Linked DNA regions of Pan troglodytes: region 2 is linked to region 1. Evidence: chromatin contacts called from public HiChIP or PLAC-seq data. All regions are on one chromosome and are shown on one strand. Each heading gives the region's core, a stretch centred on a gene start, on an enhancer-like site or on the middle of the called end of the contact. The rest is flanking DNA. Distances are from core to core; before and after follow the strand shown. Region 1 holds the start of NEMF (nuclear export mediator factor). Region 2 holds the start of ATL1 (atlastin GTPase 1).

Region 1 (2,822 bases), core at 101-2,600:
CCCATGCAAATTTCAAGCATACAGTACATTACTATGAACTATAATCAGCATGTTGTACATTAAGTCTCCAGAACTTATTCCACGTATAACCGAAAGTTTGTGCATTTTGACCAGTATCTTCCCATTTCCCCCACATCCCAAGTCCTGGAAACCACATTTCTGCTGTCTGTTTCTATGAGAAACTTCTAGATTCCACGTATAAGTGAGATCATGCAGTATTTGTCTTTTTATGTCTGGCTTATTTCACTTAGCATAATGTCCTCCAGGTTCATCCATGTTGTTAAATCCATGCCAGTTGCAAACAGCAAGATTTATTTCTTTTTTGAAAGCTGATTAATATTCCACTGTATGTATGTGTGTGTGTGTGTGTACATATATATTTGCACTCATTATCCGTTCATTCGTTGATGAAAAGTAGATTATCCCTATATCTCGGCTATTGTGAATAATGCTGCAATGAACATGAACATATATCTTCAGGATAGTGATTTTGTTGCTAGATCACATGGTAATTCTATTCTTAATTTTGTGAGGAGCCTTTATACTGTTTTGCACAATGGCTCTACTAATTTACATTCCCATCAACAGCATACAAAAGTTCCCTGTTCTCCACATTCTCGCCAATGCTTTCATATTTTGGGCCATTCTGTATGGTTTACTGTACCGTATGACAGTAATGCTGTGCAGTATGTGCTATAGCCATTTTTGCATCTACTGGTACCAGTTCTGAAATAGCAGCGGCGCCCTTTCTGTTTAGAGTCGCCTTCTGGTGGTAGGAATTCTGGTTGCTACCATGTGTAGCCTGCAAGCCTCTAGCAGCTCTTTTGCAGCGACGCCGAGCGCCGGGCGCGGTGGCGCGTGCCTGTAGTCCCAGCTACTCGGGAGGCTGAGGCTGGAGGATCCCTTGAGTTCAGGAGTTCTGGGCTGTAGTGCGCTATGCCGATCGGGTGTCCGCACTGAGTTCGGCATCAATATGGTGACCTCCCGGGAGCGGGGGACCACCAGGTTGCCTAAGGAGGGGTGAACCGGCCCAGGTCGGAAACGGAGCAGGTCAAAACTCCCGTGCTGATCAGTAGTGGGATCGCGCCTGTGAATAGCCACTGCACTCCAGCCTGGGCAACATAGTGAGACCCTGCCTCTTTTGAGTTCTCACCTTATAAAGTAGCCTTTCTTCCCATGCATCTATCCTAAGACAAAAGAAATGCAGAATTTACATTCTTACAGGACTATTTTCCTCACTACACTGTGAATCCCCCCTCCCACCCCACCCCCATTGGGAATCTTCTTGTTTTTATTTTTATCTTATTTCACCATTATCTAGCTAAACACTTGCACATTCATGCTGCCAGGTGTTTATGGAGCACCGATTGTACACCAGGTACTGCGGTGAGTCTCAGGGGTACCAAGACCGAGGTTCGATGAGAATCCTGTAATCAACTGCAGAATGCTCCTTCGGAGAACAGGACCCATCAAAATAGGAACTCCGTTTTGAGAGTTCGCCTCGATCGTTGAGGATAATCTTAGAAGGACCGAAGCAGTTCCGTTTCGTTACATTTCAAAATCTTATGTCAAAGTAAGCACGCAGAAAGGGGTCCTTGCTCTTCTACACTGAGCCCTACGGCCCCCCTGTGGGGAAATACTCCTGATAATCATCTCGAAAATTGTTTCGACCAGCAGGGGTCACTATGAAGGCTGACTTGAGCCCAAAACACAATGGGGCACGGTAACCAGACTGGTCCGTAAGGGTTCCAGGAAGGAATGCAGCTTCAAGAGAACAGTTTGAATCTTTATTCGAATTTGAATTTTGGTACAATGAAGAGAGTCAGCTGCAACTTGACAATCGAAATCCTCAGAAAAGCGACACAAATACGTTCGCCTCGAGGAATATTGGGTCTTCTGCGCGGCCGTAGAGCTCCGCCAAGTGCGCCTGCGCGGAAGAGAAGTGGCGTCGAGTCCGGCCGGGCAGTAGAGGAAATTGCGGTAGTGACCCTCGGGCCTCGCCATGAAGAGCCGCTTTAGCACCATTGACCTCCGCGCCGTACTCGCGGAGCTGAATGCTAGGTACAGTACCCTAAGTGACGAGGCTTGTGTGGGGAGTGCAGGAGGCAGAGGCCGGAGTCCCATGGCGCAAACAGACCAGCTTGATGTGTTTCCTTATTTCCTAGTGCGTCTATGGACCTGCCTAGGCCTGAGTGGACAGGCGTGTGGTGTCTTTCCCGTGACCCTTAGGATACCCCTGGGTGTCCCAGGCACCTCGTGCCCCATCCCCCGCGTCCTCCCAGCTCTCTGGCTTGCCCCGCTAGCGCGAAGCTCTTGCATTGTTGGCCTGGGTTGTCCGGGTCGGGCAGGAAACGTTTGTTAAAACACGAGACGCCAGAGTGGTCGTTTGCTTCAGAGGTTTCCAGACGGGGGCTTGGTTTCTTGAACACCTCCCTCCCCTCACCCCAGAGAGAGAGAGAGCATCGCGGTTTTAGCTGGATTGAGCAGATTTGGACTGAGATCTGGATTCTAGTCTGGATTCTATTATTCAGCCCTGTGAGCTTTGTCATATTTTCGGGGCCCTCTTTTATCTTTTTTTTTTTCTCCTTTGTAATAAATTAATTGGATTATATTTTACTGTATTTCTCCCCCAAAATTGGGTCATTTGGAAGACGCAAGTTATAGTGTGTTGTTCCTAGAGCTGATAGACCACTTCTGTTTTTAAATCGTTACTCTTAAGTTTTGAACTGAATCTCCAAATGGCTTTCAGACTCTGCTCCTCGGCTGACTCCATATCCTTAGAGACTGAGATCCGCTCTTTCGGAGCTTTTATTAAATTATGT
Region 2 (2,722 bases), core at 94-2,593, 680 kb before region 1:
ATACAATTATCAACAATAAAGAGTATTGTCAATTACTCCTTATTATACATTATACAATTATCAACAATAAGGAGTATTTTAATTCTCAAGAACAGAATTAAAAATTGGGTGTTCAAAGCCACATGCCAACATCTCCAACTTGCTCTTTTATGATGTTTCAGTCACTAAATGCAGTGGCTGAGTGTTATCTGGCTTTTCTGTTCAAATTCTCTATGAGGCTCTAGAAATAACTTAGCCAGTATAATGTAACACTGGCAACTTAATTTCTACCTTCAGAGCAAGACTGGAACTGAAACTGCAAAACAGCTTGTGAAATATCAGCCAAATTACTTCCCCGAACTCCTGTTCCATATATGCTGTGCATTGTTAAGTATTTTAAGACCTCTTATATTCGATAACCCCCTTTACAATCCTGTAAAACGCTTTATAAACACTTTCCTGGGTGTCAGATGCAAAATCTTACCCTCTTTAAGCTGCAGATAAGGACACCGAGATGTTGCCAAATATGCTGTTTTGTCCCAGAGCACATACTGAGGAAGTGGTAGAACCAGAACCAGTCTGTGACCCCTTTGTTTTACTTTTGCGGAACTCCTGATCTCATTAAAGGTGCAATACCAGCGATGAGACACTGCATGTGCCCAACAGGGACAAAGGTCATTGAGCAGTCCTAGGAATTCAGACTTTCAGAAATGTCTCAGAAGAACTAAGTAGAAGGCAGGTTGTGCAGGTGTGCAGTGCAGCCTCAAACTGGTACCACCGGGAATGGTTTGCAAAACAGGAAGGTGCAGTAGGGTGTGCCGGGACTTAGTTAACCTGGCACTCCCCCACCTCCTTCCCCGGCGCCCCGCTGCCAGGTTACTTCTGGCCCGGTGCCCTTAACGTACCCTTTCCGTGTTTAACTTGGAGGGCTACGTTCCCATCGCCCTTCTTCCTCTACCCGTCACCCTACAGGCCTACCTGACAAATGTGGGGACGGTTTAGCCAAGGCCCGTTGGCCCACGAATGCCCAGGGGTGTGCCTTATTTCTGAGAGTGGGAGGGAGACAGCCCAGGCCCTGCAAGGACGCGCCCGGCTAGGGGGGCGCGGTGGCGCGGTCGGGAGGGTGTTGTGTTCTCAGCAGGCCTCAGGGCGGCACTCTGGTTCTGCGGCCGGAGTGCTCGGGCGGGCCGCTGGGCGCCGACCCATGCTGGCTGGGAACGTGTCTCCCGGTGACGCAGCCCCGGGTGGGGAACGTGGTGCGGCGGCGGCGGCGGCGGCGGCGACTGTACGCGCCTCCGCCGCCCCCGAGAGGACGCGCCGTGCAGCGGCTGAGTGGCGGCGGCGGCGACGGCAAACCCGGAGCTGCCGGCCGGCGCGGGGGAGGAGGACGCGGGTGCGGTCTAGGAAGTAGGTCCCGGGCTCCGCGCTCAACAAAGACGGGGCCGCCCCCATTAGGTACCGAGCCGGCCCTGGGCCCCGGCTGGCGGGGAGGCCTCGTCGGGCAGTTCGCGGGCGGCCGGGGAGGGGGAAGGGCCGCAGACCGAACGGGGATACGGGGCGCCGGGGGCCCTTCCAGGCCCCTTTCTCTTCCACGGCCCCTGGCGGGACGGAAGGGAAGGGGCCGGGCCGCGAGGGCGCGGCCGCTGGGGGTCGTAGCCTGCGACGCCAACCAGCCTTTGCTCGTCCCTCGTGCAGACGGAGCTGCGGGCGGAGGCTCCATGTTGGGAAGCGGCGCCGTTCGTGCTTGTTAGCGGGAATCCGGGAGCCGCGGGGTGAGCTGGCGGGGGCCGGGCCCTAAGTGAAGATGGAGGCCCCGCTGCGGCCTGCCGCGGACATCCTGAGGCGGAACCCGCAGCAGGACTACGAGCTCGTCCAGAGGGTCGGCAGCGGCACCTACGGGGACGTCTATAAGGTAAGTGAGGCTGGCCGTGCTTTTTTCCTGCGGTCGACTGCGTCCCGGGAATGGGGCCACTTTCCTGCGAAGTATTGGGGCGAGAGGAGGATGCTTTTACTGTTGCCTCTTGGGGAGAAAGCGGCCGGGGTCCCTTTTACTCGGTTCTGAGCACCCTCGACTCATAGCTTGTTCTAATCGCTACCAACAGGCAGAACTAACCACACAGTTGCAAACCGCTGTTGCACTTTTTTTGTGGTTTAAAGGCTTTTTAATAGGGCTTATTTATGGTATTGAAGGGAATTTGAATCTGCCTGTGGAATTACACCGAAGGATGCTCTAGTGTTAGCGTGGAAAAATGCTTCATGGAAGATAGACAGGAAAGAATATTGACATTCAGACATTTGCATTTTTTAAAAAAAAATTGTTTCAATGGATGAGTTTGACTAAAAAAGCCATATGAAACTCTGTCTCTGAGCTTTAACTGTAAGCAAACTAATATTGGTGACATGTATGCAAGCATTATCCCATATAAAAAGATGCTTTTCCTGGTGGAAGTTTGATCGTTTGTTTTTGGTTGGCGATAAAAATGTGATATTAACTTGCTGGGTTTTGTTTTACTTTAGCGGTTCCTTTCAGGGATTTATAACATCCTATAACCAAGAGTGGATATGAGCTGCTGTCTTTGTATTGTGCTGTTTTGTATTACTTAAGACAAACGATGAGAGTAAGTTACACCTAATTTAGGATTTTAAAAAACATTGTAGAGAAGCAAACCCAATTCCCCAAATCCGCTGAGTTCTTGAATGGTTCAGAGGAAAGAGATTGAGATTGCCTTATGCTTTTTGTTGT

What was found. HiChIP or PLAC-seq counts read pairs in DNA pulled down with a chosen protein or histone mark.
Region 2: an H3K4me3 HiChIP or PLAC-seq map of stem cell-derived excitatory neurons shows a contact between it and region 1, with 4 times the contacts expected there. The contact joins the promoter of ATL1 here to the promoter of NEMF in region 1. A contact is called at or near these places in 1 of 7 Hi-C or Micro-C datasets (stem cell-derived neural progenitor cells) and 1 of 1 datasets of contacts at active chromatin or transcription factors (stem cell-derived excitatory neurons).

What each region holds. Positions count from the first base shown.
Region 1 is chr15:47,868,965-47,871,786 of NHGRI_mPanTro3-v2.0_pri, reverse strand. It overlaps NEMF (nuclear export mediator factor), which reads left to right and starts at 1,350. Exons shown (of 32, transcript XM_054666511.2): 1 at 1,350-2,061. The coding sequence starts at 2,003.
Region 2 is chr15:48,547,143-48,549,864 of NHGRI_mPanTro3-v2.0_pri, reverse strand. ATL1 (atlastin GTPase 1) reads right to left here and starts at 1,343. Exons shown (of 14, transcript XM_522849.8): 1 at 958-1,343. It overlaps MAP4K5 (mitogen-activated protein kinase kinase kinase kinase 5), which reads left to right and starts at 1,754. Exons shown (of 31, transcript XM_063793369.1): 1 at 1,754-1,891. The coding sequence starts at 1,784.